Linked DNA regions of Sus scrofa: region 2 is linked to region 1. The links are chromatin contacts, called in public Hi-C maps. All regions are on one chromosome and are shown on one strand. Each heading gives the region's core, a stretch centred on a gene start, on an enhancer-like site or on the middle of the called end of the contact. The rest is flanking DNA. Distances are from core to core; before and after follow the strand shown. Region 1 has its middle 5.2 kb from the start of ALX4. Region 2 overlaps EXT2 (exostosin-2).

Region 1 (6,682 bases), core at 1,904-4,403:
GGATCGAACCCGCATCCTCATGGAGACTAGTCAGATTCATTTTGCCATAACAGGAACTCCCAGATGTGTGTGTTTTAGACACTTTCTCCGGTTGTATTTGAAGGTGGTGCGTCTGTGTTCGGAGAAACCAGTAAGGTCTGAAGGGAAGGGGACTCTCCAGGAGAGAGTCCTGGGGGCCTGGTTTGTGAGGACAGTGGCCAGTCCACAAAAGGGGTCTTTCTCTGAGGCACCCTCACCCTTCCTCCACCTCCCTCCAAGGGGCTGCGCTCACCTTCCCCCTCCCCAAACCACACAGCGGGTCTAACACCTATCAAAGCAAGCATCCTATGGGATTCTAAGTGCTGCTTTCACATAGCATTTTAAGATGATCAAAGTAATTCCTGGACAAATAGAACACTAAGTCAGACCAGAAAAAAAAGGGGGAGGACAAAACCCAGATACTAGTATTCTTACCTCTGCAAACCTCTAGTACTTTCTAAGGACAGATAGCCCACCCTACGTCCTCTTTTTTTCAAAATGAGATTTACCTAATATCACCCAAACATCTTTCAGCTACTAAAATGCTCTTCTCTTACAACATTGGTTTCATTCATTTGCTCATGAAATGTCTATTGAACCCCTTCTGCATTGCCCACCACAATACAAGGCATTAAACAAAAGGGGTAAACAAAGCAGATACAGTCCCTGTTTTATGGATGAGCGCGAGAGAGACAATCAACAGGGGAAAACAAATACCAAGAAAGGAACAGTCTTTGAATAAAGAAAATCAGGAAGGATCTTCCATGTTTGGGAATATCTTCCTTTATTTCACAGTCTCCTATTACTGGATATTTTGGTTCTTTTCACCTTTTCCATATAATCATGCCACGATAAACTTTCTCTCTAGTCAATTCTTTGTGTCCATCCATAATTCTGTCTTTAGTTTAAATCCCTAGAAGTGAGATTTCTGGGTGAAAACTTACAAGCTTTTTGCTTACTTAGTTTTTCTTTACCTTATTTAAATCCAGTTTTGTATTTTCTCTTTGCTTTTTTTTTCTACTTTAAAAATAGCATCCTGGAGTTCCCGTCGTGGCACAGCAGAAACAAATCCGACCAGGCACCATGAGGTTCCTGGTTCGATCCCTGGCCTCGCTCAGTGGGTTAAGGATCCGGCATTGCCTTGACCTGTGATGTAGGTCACAGACGTAGCTCAGATCCTGTGTTTCTGTGGCTGTGGCGTAGGCCAGCAGCTCTAGCTCCGATTAGACCCCTAGCCTGGGAACCTCCATATGCCTCGGGTGGGGCCCTAAAAAGCAAAAAAATAAAAAATAAAAAAGTAAAAATAGCATCCTATAAAATTAAAATGATTTTGTGAATTTAGAACGCATTCCTGTATAGATTCGTGTACTCATCATCACAGTTTGGATGCAGGGTATGGTAGATCCACACACCAGCCCTTTGCAGTCAGACCCACCCTCCTGGCCCAACCCCTGACAACCAGTGACCTGTTCTCGACTGTAGCCTTTCCCAGAATGCCACACAATAAATACGTGGAGTCATGCACGAGGTTTATTTTGAGACTGGCTTCTTTTACACACCATGATGCTGTCTTTAAGAGTCATCCATGCCATTGCCTGGATCACTCATTTGCTCCCTTTATCTCTGAGGAGCACCCCATTGCCTGGCTGTTCCAGCTTGCTTATTCGTTTACCGGTTAAAGGACATTTGGGTTGTTTCCAGTTCGGGGCAATTATGAACAAGCTGCTATAAACATTTGCATCCAAGTTTGCAATGAAACTACGTCTTGGTTTCTTTAGGGTAAATACCTAGCAGTGGGATTTCTGTATGTTTAATTACATAAGACGCTGCTGCGCTGTTTCCCCAGCAGCTCAGCTGTGCTGTGTGAGCATTCCGGGGGCTCTGCATCCTCACTATCACTTGATAACATCGCTTGGTATCTCTTGCTTTTTTTTACTTCCATTGCAGTCTGTGTGTAGCAATATCTCATGGTTTTTTTTTTTTTTTTTTTTTCAAATATAGACTCTACTGACACAACTGAACTTTATTAGGGCTGACCTTTTATTTTTTTTCTTTTTGGGCTGCCCCACAGCACATGGACTTCCCAGGCCAGGGATCAGATCCGAGCCACAGTTGCAACCTATGTGCCTCTGCAGCAATGCTGGATCCTTAACCCACCGTGCCAGGCTGGGTATCGAACCTGTGTCCCAGTGCTGCAGTGCCGCTGCTGCTCCCATCTCCTCATGGGGGTTTTCATTTGAACATCCAGAGTGGATGACGCATAATGGATAATACATTGAGCATGTTATCATGGTTATTTGCATGTATGTCTTCTTGGGTCGAATGTCCATTTTCATATTTTACTACTCTTTTTGTAGGTTTGTTTTTTCTTTTTGTCTTTTTGTCCTTTTAGGGCCGCACCTGAGGCATATGGAGGTTCCCAGGCTAGGGGTCCAATCAGAGCTGCAGCTGCCAGCCTACGCCACAGCCACAGCAACACAGGATCTGAGCCGTGTCTGTGACCTACACCACAGCTCACCGCAACGCCAGATCCTTAACCCACAGAGCGAGGCCAGGGATCGAACCCGCAACCTCATGGCTCCTAGTCGGGTTCGTTTCTACTGCGCCATGACTTCCTCTTTTTGTAGTGTTAACATTGCTGCTGACTGAGCTCCACACTGTATTTGGATTCACTCGTTTTTCCCTGATGTCCCCGCTGTTCCAGGTCCCCGTCCAGGATGCCACGTCACATTTAGTCCTCGTGGCTCCTTAGCCTTCTGTGCCCCTGACAGGTTCTCGGGGACTTCCCTTGTTCTGGGAAGCACATGTAGGGCTTGGGTGGGTGCATGTTGGTGGACAGGAGTGCCCACATCGCCCTGAGGGCCGCTGGCCCGAGCCCCCGTGCCTCCTCTCCCCTGCGAATCGCTGTACCAGAGCAGGGACCCTCCCCGTCTCTAGAGGTACATGCAGATACGCTCTGTGCGTGTTTGCTGAAATGTCACCCAGTCATGTCACTCATCACTACTGCGCCACAATGGGAACTCCGCTGCTGCCGTTCCGAGGTTATTTAATGAGCCTGGAGCTAAACTAGGGACATCCAGGCTGAACCCTGGGCAGAGTCCAGTGGCAGATGAGGTGGGCGGGGGACGTGATCAATGGCTCACCTTTCACCTCTGCCCCCACCCCCGCACAACTGTTTGGACAGCAGTGGGTTTCGTCAGTGCCCTTTAAATAGCATGAAAGGGCGTCACGCTGGCCTGTTTTGTTTAAGGAGATTACATCGGCGCTGTGCGCTCTGCCACGGGGCGCGTGAGGCCGGCTCACCCGGGAACAGAGCGAGCGGCATGTCCCCCACAAAGCAGATGTTTGGAGGAAAATAGATGTAATCAAAACCGTGGAGGATAACATTACTCAGACCCCTTGGACACACACACCATGTGCAAGAGCGTGTGCACAACCGCGCACACACACACACACACACACACACACACACACACACACTCTCCATGTCCATACCCCCCCTCGTGGATCTGCACGGGTCATGCTCACTCACACACGTCCCACGTGTGTGCCCGAGCTTCACCACACAAGCCTGCCCACGTGCCAGCCCTATCCGCAGGCGACTGCGCGTGTGTTCCCCACACCCGTTCCCAACCTCAGGCTTGTGCCCCGTGCTGTAGGGTGCACATCCAAGCACACGGAAGGGATACGCGCACAGAAGCCTCCGGCACCCTCTCCCCAAACGGCTTCAGAGGTTCCTTCTCTTTAAATCACAGCTATAAAAAAAAAAATTCTCTTGAAATCACAGTCATAAAAAAAATTACAGGAGTTTCCTTCATGGCGCAGTGGAAACCAATCCATGGGGACATAGGTTCGATCCCTGGCCTCGCTCAGCCAGTTGTAGGTCGCAGATGCGGCTTGGATCTGGCATTGCTGTGGCTGTGGTGTAGGCTAGTGGCTACACCGATTCAAGCCCTAGCCTGGGAACCTCCATATGCCACGGGTATGGCCCTAAAAAGACCAAAAAAAAAAAAAAGTTACAGTCACCTTTGGAAAATTTTCAAGGCCGTTCCTGTCCAAAATAAGGTTAGACTAGATTAGAGCCAAACCATAGGGTTGAACCAGGATGAAGGAATAGAGGTTAAGGGAGTGAAGAAAGGTTCCATGTCTTGCATTTCTCGAAATCCAACCAAATCCAACAGCCAGGGTTCCTAGAATAGGCCAGGCCTTGTCCCCAGGGGAGTTCGGGCGGAGACCCAGGAGCCTGCTCTGGCTTCTGATGGCGAATACAACCTTCAGCCAAGTGCTTCCCACTTCATCAGAAGTGGTCCATGGGAGTCTTTGCCTGGGGTTGTTTGAAGGGTGTGCAGCACCATCGTGGCCACCACCGCGTGTGTCCCTCCTGTGGGGCAGGTGCTGAAGACTCTTGATGTTTTATGCACATTTCTTGATTCTTCTGGGCAGACTGGGACTTATTTCCAGATCCAGACATTCCATGGGAAGTTGCAGTTTGTGATGGCATTGTCGTGGGCCCCACAGCCTGGGACAAATCCTGCCCAGGGATCCCTCCCCGCTCTGGGACAGGGCATCAGCATAGCACTGGCCAGAGGCCACGTGGGGGGCTGCCCCAGGGAGGATGGTGGGGGAGCCAGCTGGCCAGGCAGGTGGCCTGTACCCGAGGAGGCTCTGTCTCCACTCAGCTTTGTGCCTTCGCTGGATGCCTTTGGGCCTCCAGAAGACGAGCCCAGTGGGAGGGCAAGCTGGGAGCTTCCAGGGGCCTTTTGCCTCCCCCCACACTGCAGCGTGGTGGGTGCGGAGCTGGTTCCTACAGATGCTGGGCTGGGTTTCCCGGACCCTTCACTTCCAGAGCCCGCTCTCTGAAGCCCATCTCTGTGCTCCTCCTCCTGCCTCCGACCCGCCCCATTTCCCTCATTGTTTTTGTTGTTGTCGTTGTTATTTGTTTGTTTGTTTTAGGGCTGCACCTGCAGCATATGGAGGTTCTCAGGCTAGGGGGTGAATTGGAGCTGCAGCTGCAGGCCTACGCCACAGCCACAGCAATGCCAGATCTGAGCCGCATCTGCGACCTACACCACAGCTCACGACAGCACTGGATCCTTAACCCACTGAGCAAGGCCAGGGATCAAACCCACATCCTCATGGACACTCCCCCCAAGCTCACTACTGCTGAGCCACGACGGGAACTCCCCTGTTTCCCTCTTGCTCGCTGTGTGGGGACATCCTTCGGTGGCTGCCTGCTCTTTCTCCTCTCCCTTCTTCTTGCCCCATCTCATCTCCTTTCATCTCAGCTGTCAGCCTTGAATGGAGGCACTGGTCCCTGCAGGCCTCTTGTTCATGTATCTGAGCCACCTTTCTCCTCACTGCATTCATTCAACAAACATCTCTGTATGTAGACTGTTGCTCCTGGCACACAGTAGGTGCACAAAGAGAGCTGGGCAGGGTCAGAGCTCAGGATGTTTGTTAGAAATTTTTCCTTTATTCCTCAGGGACTTATGCCTGCCTGTCGGCAGCCTGCCTCATCCTGGGTTAAGCCCGGGGCTACAAAGGGACAAAGGACGTGATGTCCCAACCTGATTCTCTAGGAGGAACTGGACATTCAGGGTGTGATTATACATGAGTCAGGAAACACTGGTGGTAATTAGATGGAGGACAATCTGTAAGACTGTCCTGGGCTGGGAGGGCTTCCTGGAGGAGCTGGCACTGACAGGGCCTTGGAGGTCCAGCTGGAAAAAGGGACATTCCAGGCAGGTGGTCAGACAGAAACCAAGGAGGTGAGTGGTTGCGCTTGGTCAGGAGTAATTCAGCCTGAGTCTCAGACTCTGTTTTCCGCGGCTGTCTTGAGGAGGGCATTACAGAGCGAGCCGGATCCTGATGGGCCCCGGGACTCGAACTGCCGTGCTGCGTCTTCCCTCAGCGCCTCTGGATCACCCAGATGGCGAGCGATCTGCGGGCTCTGCCTGGAGCCCAGCACCGTCACCCATCCCATCCCTGGCGCCCACCTGTCTCCAACAGGCTGGTTAAACTCGGCGTCACCTGCGGAACAGCCGCGAGCACTGCAGCTATTGATTCAGGAGGATGGAAGGCTCAAGGTGTGGCGGCTGCCTCCACGTACGTGTCCACAGTGGTGTCTGGGGGAGGCCCCTGGAGGTTTAGAACCAGGACCAATGAGCCACAACAACAGGAGACAGACACGGACGGGGCCTGAGGGCCAACAGTCCAGCTGGTCTGCCGGCTGGGAGCTCTCTGTCACCAAAGCCTGGATGACAGCACTTGGTGGAGATGCTGTAGGGTGACAGCAGGTGGAGATAAATGCCCCCGAGGCTGGGATGTTGGGACTCATTACCTGAGAGGGCCCTCCTTGGCTTGTCATTCTGGGCAGCTGGCTAAGTCACAGAACCCTGGGGAAATTTTCCTTTGCTGTCTCAGTGAGGGGCCCAGCCTCGGAATGTAAAGCCAGATGACCAGTAATCAACACTGAGATTTAGAAGGGTAATTCCCTCTCTGGGAACCAGAGAACCTCGGTTTGCCAGACTCCCTTCCATCTCTAAGCCTTTCCAGTTAGCAGGTGTTTGCCTGTACGGACATGCGCCCCGCCCCCGCCCCAACTCCAGAGCCTAAGGGGAAGGTCCCACTGGTGCTTAAGGCAGGAGGCCGAAACTGTAACATG
Region 2 (6,657 bases), core at 887-3,386, 150 kb after region 1:
AGCGTGGCTTGATCTGGTTATGTTCCAGCAGGACCGTTCTGCCTCGAGGGTCAGAACTACAGAAAACCACAGAAAAGCAGGAGCCCGAGGCGCTGCAAGGGCCGGTGAAGGGACGGGGGGAGAGGACTGGCAGGACCTGCGACCCCATTAGAGACGGTGGGTAAGGGAGAGGGGCCTCGGTGGCGACTTTGCCTTCGTGGATTTAGCAGTTTGTCATTGTATTTGTGTAAGTGAATTTACTAAACTCCAAACCCCCTCTGCCCGCCAGCCAGGTCCTTTTGGATGGACCCACGCCGGGTTCCACTCACCAGCATACCTGAGCCCCTGCACACTGCCTCTCACACACAGCACTTAACAGATACTTGTTCAATAAACAAATAAGTAGATGATTTCTACACATATTTGGAGAAAACAGAGGCTCAAAAAAAGATTAAATGATTTGCCAAGATCATGAAGTTAACCAGCAACACGGCTGGTTATCTGAACCCCAGTCCCCTGGCTTCGAATCCAGAGCCCTTCCACCACTGACCCATAATTATAACCCGCCAAGCAGACCCAGGGCCTCGTAGGAACAAGCAGCTTTTCAGACTCAGCTGAGGGGGACTGCCTCTGAGAAGTCTCCCCACCCTTAGGCCTGAAAGGGGGAGTGTGTCTTCCTCCTGCTCCTGGCTTCCTGGCCAGCAGGGCTGCAGCTCAGCACTGCATCTGGTAATCGCTGCCTTACTTGCCTCTCCTACCACTAGACCGGGGGCTTCTCCGAGGCCAGGCTGGACCTTGATTATCTGGGTAGCCCCGTCCCCAACTCAGTACCTACAAGGAAAGGGCGCTCGATACAGGTTTTCCCGGGAGTCAGGGACCGAAAGTGGCTCATCACCCCCGAGGACAGAGACTCACACCCTCCTCTCCCAGGCTCAAGTGCGCTCCCTCCCTGTCCTGGGCTTCTCTCGCCCCCTGCGGCATCTGTCGCAGCATTTATCCCACAGGATGAGAACTGCTGGTTTGTCTTCCCCACTAGATTCTAGCCTCCTTAGGAGCAGAGCCTGCATTACTCGCAGTGGACTTTCCCATAAGCGTGAGAAGAATGAATGTACCCATGGAGGAATGCCACAGAAAGTGTTCAAATACCTGGGGTGACCAGACTTGGACATGATATCAGAAAAAGTGGGAGAGGAGAAGCCATTAAAAATTGGGGGCAAAGCCTGAGAAGTATATACAAAAGGAACCCATTTTCAAAAATGTTTAAGCTCCTAAATCCTGGGGAAATGAAACAGCATGAGACAAGCAGACTGTTCCATGGAGTTGGGCACTGACAGCCAGAGCCGGGCAGAGCCCACTGGTCTCCGTCTGGACACATCAGTGCTCCCAGGCCTCGCCCGTGTGCAGGCACGCCACCTCCAGCCAGCACTTTATGCAAATTCAACAAACAGTGGCTCTCAACTGTGGCTACAAATCAGAATTGCCTCGGAAGCTTTAAAATTCCTGGAGTTCCCTTGTGGCTCAGCAGCTTAAGGATCTGGCACTGTCACTGCAGTGGCTTGGGTCGCTGCTGTGGCATGGGTTCAATCCCTGGCTCAGGAACTTCTACATGCTGCAGGCATGGCCAAATAAATTCCCGGAGTTCTCGCTGTGGCACAGTGGAAACGGATCCGACTAAAAACCATGAGGCTGCAGGTTCAATCCCTGGCCTCGCTCAGTGGGATAAGGATCCAGCGTTGCCGTGAGCTGTGGTGTAGGATGCAGATGCAGCTCGGATCTGGCATTGCTGTGGCTGTGGTGTAGGCCGGCAGCCATAGCTCCGATTAGACCCCTAGCCTGGGAACCTCCATATGCCACAAGTGCGGCCCTAAAAAGCAAAAATAAATAAATAAATATATAAATTCCCAAGGACAAGGCCCAGGCATGTTTTTAAAAGTTCTCCAGGTGAGGCACAGCTGTGAACTGCTGCTCTGGGCCCCAGGTGAATATTTCCTGTAAAGGGCCAGAGAGTAAGTAGTTCAGCTTGTGCGGACCGTGAACTCTCTGTCATTTAAACCTCAGTACTCAACTCAACTCTGCCACTGCAGCACAAAACCAGCCGAAGAGCACGTATAAACGAATAGGGTGCCGTGACTGAGTACAGCTTTATTTTCCAACACTGGCAGCCTGTCGAATTTGGCCAAAGGTCTCTGTTGGCCAACCTCTGCTCCAGGCCAATGGACTGAACTCTTCTGATGGAAAACACAGCAAAACCAGTCTCAAGGAGTCGTTCTCAAACCCAGGTATGCATTACAGGTGTTTGGGGGACTTTTAAAACCTAACACGTGTGGAACCCCTGGTGTAAAGCTGATCAGAAGGGAACACCCACCTCTTCCAGTCAAGAACTTCGGAGAAAGGCAAAACATAGGAGTCCGCAATGACCACGGGGACGCAGCCAGCCCGAAGCACATCACTCAGGACCGCCTGGCCCAGGCGAGCTCCGCGAAGGACCACACAGAAAGTAGCCTCCTGCAGGAACACAGGCAGAGGGAGGGGATTAGAAACCACTTTCGCTGATCCACTTAGTCTGATCCCTGCAGACCACAGACATTCTCCCAGGGGCTGAAGCCGAGTCATACCGAAAATGCTAAAAAGATAATAGCTCACACCATAAGACTGAAAAGCTTAAGAGGTTGCAGTGTTCTGGATTTTTTTTTACTCTTCGGGGTCACGGCAAAGCCTCCACTGCTGACATTCTGCAAATGTTCACAACCCACGTGCAGCTCTTCCTCTGGACACTCAACAGTGTGACTTCCCACGGCCTGGATTCGTGGAACCCCACGGCACAGTGGCTGCCCAGTGCTTAGCGTACTGACCCCCACCTACCTGTGAACAGAATTAATTATTCGGTCTGGGCATCCCGGGCTCTCTAGAGGACCCCCTAACCAGAAAGTATCAAATCTCACCTTTCCACTCCCCGGTGTGCTCTGCATAGAGAAGACATTCATCTCATGAATGCAATGCCTTTGAAAACACATGAAGACAGACAGCTTCTTCTACCTTTTTTTTTTTTTTTTTTTTTTTTTGCTTTTTAGGGCCACACCCACGGCATATGGAGGTTCCTAGGCTAGGGGTCGAATCGGAGCCAAAGCTGCCAGCCTAAGTACACCATAGCCACAGCCACAGCCGATCCGAGCCACATCTGTGACCTATGCCACAGCTTGCAGCAACACCAGATCCTTTACCTCACTGAGCGAGGTGAGGGATTGAACCCACATCCTCATGGATATCAGCTGAGTTCTTAACCTGCTGAGCCACCAAGAGGAACTCCAGATATGCTGTACTTGGAAACTATTAATTGAACAAAAAGCAAAATCTCAAAAAGTTTCTTCCCCATTCACTCCCTCAAACCCATCGGATGTGGGGGATGTTCGGGAAAAGAGCTGTACAGGAGGAAAAACAGTTGCTGTTACGTCAACCCAAATAAGAAAAGACCTATCTCTAACACTCAGTCTCTCCTAGTTTTTACCTCTTCAGGAGAAAAAAAGAATAAATTAAAAAAATTTTTTAAAATGCTGTTTAATTTTTAAAGCTAGAGATAAGGCAAGCTCAGGGAAAAAATACAAAGAAACTCAGAATGGCAAATTCCTCGGGGGATAAATGAAAAAGCAGCAAGAGTGGACAAAGGGCATCCGTCACGGCGCCTGGAAGCGCAGGTGGACAGCTCAGCCAGCCCGGGAGGCGGCGTCCAGATGTGGACACACGTGCTGATAACCATTTTTCCTGTCTAGACAAAGGTTACTATAAATACTCCTGCTCCCATCACCACTGTTATCAGTCAGACATTCCAGAGGAGACGCAGCACTTTTTGAAAGTATTTTAACAATCTCAGCATGGGCCAATTCTCTTTGGAGATTTAAAAAAAAACAAAAACAAAAAACAAAACAAAAACCTCACACCAGCTTCTTGATATTTCTCCTTGAACTTACCTGTCTGTATTTGAAATACGTGAGAGGACAAAACTCAATTTCTCCTTTCCTGGCCCCCAGGCCCTTGGAGTGTCAGATATCTTGCTTATAAAACATCCCCAAAAGGACAGCTCTGCCCGTGGTCATGAAGTCCTGCCATCCCCACAACACTAGCAGGACACACTGAGTGCAGCAAAAACACTGGAAGACAAATTGGTAACAACAAACAAAAATCTTCCACTCCCAGAAAAGCTGATGGTGGCCGTGTGGGTTGGCACAGTCAGAGGATACAAGCTGCACCTTAAAAAAGGAGACTTCTTTGGGTTGGATGATGAACACAGGAACAAAAGGAAAATACAGGTGCCTGCTCCATCTGCGTGGTTTCTTTGTAAATCTACTGGATTTGCGGTTCTGAAGTAAGATGGAGATTTGCAAGGAGTGGGGACACGCGCAAACTGTACACAGACGTGGAAGCACCTGGAGGCCCACGGCTCCAGCCAGGAGCAGTCCTCGGTTTCACTCCCCCTTGGGGAGATCTGCTGGATGCAACAACTCCTATTTGTTGGGGTCAGTTTTACCATGGACGTGGCCTCTGCTGAGCCCGGGAGAGGGGGTGCGCGGCCCTCACCTGCAGCACCTGCGGGTAATCGAAGACCTGGTGCTTGTGGCAGCGCTTCCGGGCGGCGGGGACGCCCTCGGAGAGATTGGTGCACTTGTCCAGGACTAACACTGCCTCTCCGTGTCGGGCCTGGAGGGCGTCCAGCTCCTCTCTGTACTCAGGGTGGAGAGCCACCTGGGACGACAGGAGGAAGAACCGCCGAGGGCTACAAAGGAGAAGACAAGGGACTCAGTGCTACTCAAGGTGAGACCAACTTTGATATTAAACTGACTTAAGGTGGCAAGTGTCTTCTCACCCGTCTTCATTCGCATCCTTCATTTTTTTTTTGGAAACTATACTCTGTGGCATTGCTGAATATTATATACTCTAAGAAACCAAGGTATGACTCATTTATGTGATGAAACACCATGCCGTCATTCAAGATTTCACCTGGGAAAAGCTCTTAATGTTTTGAGGAAATGCTTATAACATGCTGAGCTTAGGGAGCATGCTTAAAATGTGTGTGTGTGTGTGTGAGAGAGAGAGAGTGTGTGTGTGTGTGTGTGTAAAGGAGGAAATCGACTGGCTGATTATTTGGAAGATCACCAAATGTTATCATTAGTTAGATCTGAATTTTCTGCTCTGAAAAGGAACTGACAGCAGCCTGTAGCCTTCAAACAGGAAAACAAGGGATCATAATGGACAGCACTGGCCATGAAAGCAGAAGAGGTGAAAGAATGCTTCCAGCTGTTGGGTGGCACACCCTATGCTATGGAGAAGAGAGCGAGCGAGCGAGCGAGCCCTCGTCGTCAAGCCGCATGTAGGCAGACCAAATTGGTCACTGAGGAACCAGTGAAAAAACCTATCTTCACCCAAGGATGGAACCAGTCTTAAAACTCAGATAGCGAGGGTGCTTTACAGAAAATGGACTGAAGAAAGGATGTCCAAGGGTCTAGTGCCATTTAGACCCCCTGGAGAGACGAAATGTGCACAGTTAGAAAACAAGGAGGCGAGGGGAAGACTCTGGGGGGGACCAGAGGGCAATTCCCTCTTGCAAGGCAAGATCCCCACAGGCAGAGAAGTGACAGAGCATAAACGCTACTGAGGCGGAAGGACCGACAAGGGATCACTGTCGAAGAAGGGAATTACATAAAGCAGGTTCCAGAAGAAATGGAATCAGACCTAGGAGCGGTGCTCACTTAACTCTACCTCAAGCTGGTACAGACCAGGGAAAATCCTGAGGACACGCACCTCCAGACATCGCCGCCTGGGAAGCTAAGAGGAAGCTAAGAGGAAGCTTACAGTCTGAACTCACCCCACCCCCTTTTCTTGCTTTGGGGAGAAAAAAAGGGTGGGTAATTGGTTGATCCTTCTTCAGTTTCTCCAACTTATTTGGAGGTTCTAGCTGTGAGCCTTAGGCTCACAGCCACAGCCAAAGACGACTCACTCTCTAACCGAGAGGGTATCATCTTCCCCAAGCATCAGGCTTCACGCCCAGAACAGGGGCCGTGAACAACTCCACCGCCAGCAGATCAGCTCAACTCCAGCAAACAGAGCAGCAGAGGCAGGATTCGATGGGTCGGAAATCCTCAAAAACACTTCTGGTACTTTCTTTCTACAGCTGAGCCCAAAGCAAAGGGTACTGCCCACACAACAGGTGGGAAAGAAAGGGACAAGCAGATTCCCTAGAACTTCGCTGTCTGACAGCAATTAGCCACATAAGGCCATTTACATCTACGAAAATTTAAAATCCAGTGTCTCTGTCCCATTAGTGACAACAGCCATATGCAGCCAGTGGGTCCCTGGTGGCACAAATAATGGTCATCTCCTCCCTGAAAGTTCTATTTGAGAGAGCTGCTCTGGGCGGTAGTGCAGACTCAGAGCCCAGGCTAGGGGCCAGAGAGGCTAAGAGAGACATGGACAGCAGCCGGTCATGGAGGCAGTGTGGACCAGCTGTATGGACTGGGTTCCTCTCTCATCCTGGGCGACTTCCCCCTAAGTTCCCTTTTCACCAAACACTATGCTGACTATTTATAGCCAAGAGCATTCCTTGCAGCCACTGAAACAGACTCTTGCATTCCACTCCCAGCCCTGAGCCTCGCTCATTTTTCTTTGGCGAAAGCATTCCTTTCCAGA

Evidence for each region. Hi-C and Micro-C count contacts between places; a contact is called where the count stands out from the background.
Region 2: a Hi-C map of liver shows a contact between it and region 1, with 2.2 times the contacts expected there. The contact joins two enhancer-like sites. A contact is called at or near these places in 13 of 47 Hi-C or Micro-C datasets (alveolar macrophages, brain, embryonic fibroblasts and 7 more) and 1 of 2 datasets of contacts at active chromatin or transcription factors (skeletal muscle).

What each region holds. Positions count from the first base shown.
Region 1 is chr2:18,062,153-18,068,834 of Sscrofa11.1, forward strand. No RefSeq gene overlaps it. Among named protein-coding and RNA genes, the nearest start is that of ALX4, 5.2 kb to the right of the region's middle. Within about 2 kb of position 3,154, at least 8 of the 83 cell types and tissues checked have an H3K27ac peak or open chromatin away from gene starts, as enhancers often do. A contact at or near this core is called in fetal liver and liver, where this site is marked.
Region 2 is chr2:18,210,270-18,216,926 of Sscrofa11.1, forward strand. EXT2 (exostosin-2) reads right to left here. Exons shown (of 18, transcript XM_021083158.1): 7 at 4,552-4,747; 8 at 2,345-2,484. Among named protein-coding and RNA genes, the nearest start is that of EXT2, 26 kb to the right of the region's middle. Within about 2 kb of position 2,137, at least 2 of the 83 cell types and tissues checked have an H3K27ac peak or open chromatin away from gene starts, as enhancers often do. A contact at or near this core is called in fetal liver and liver, where this site is marked.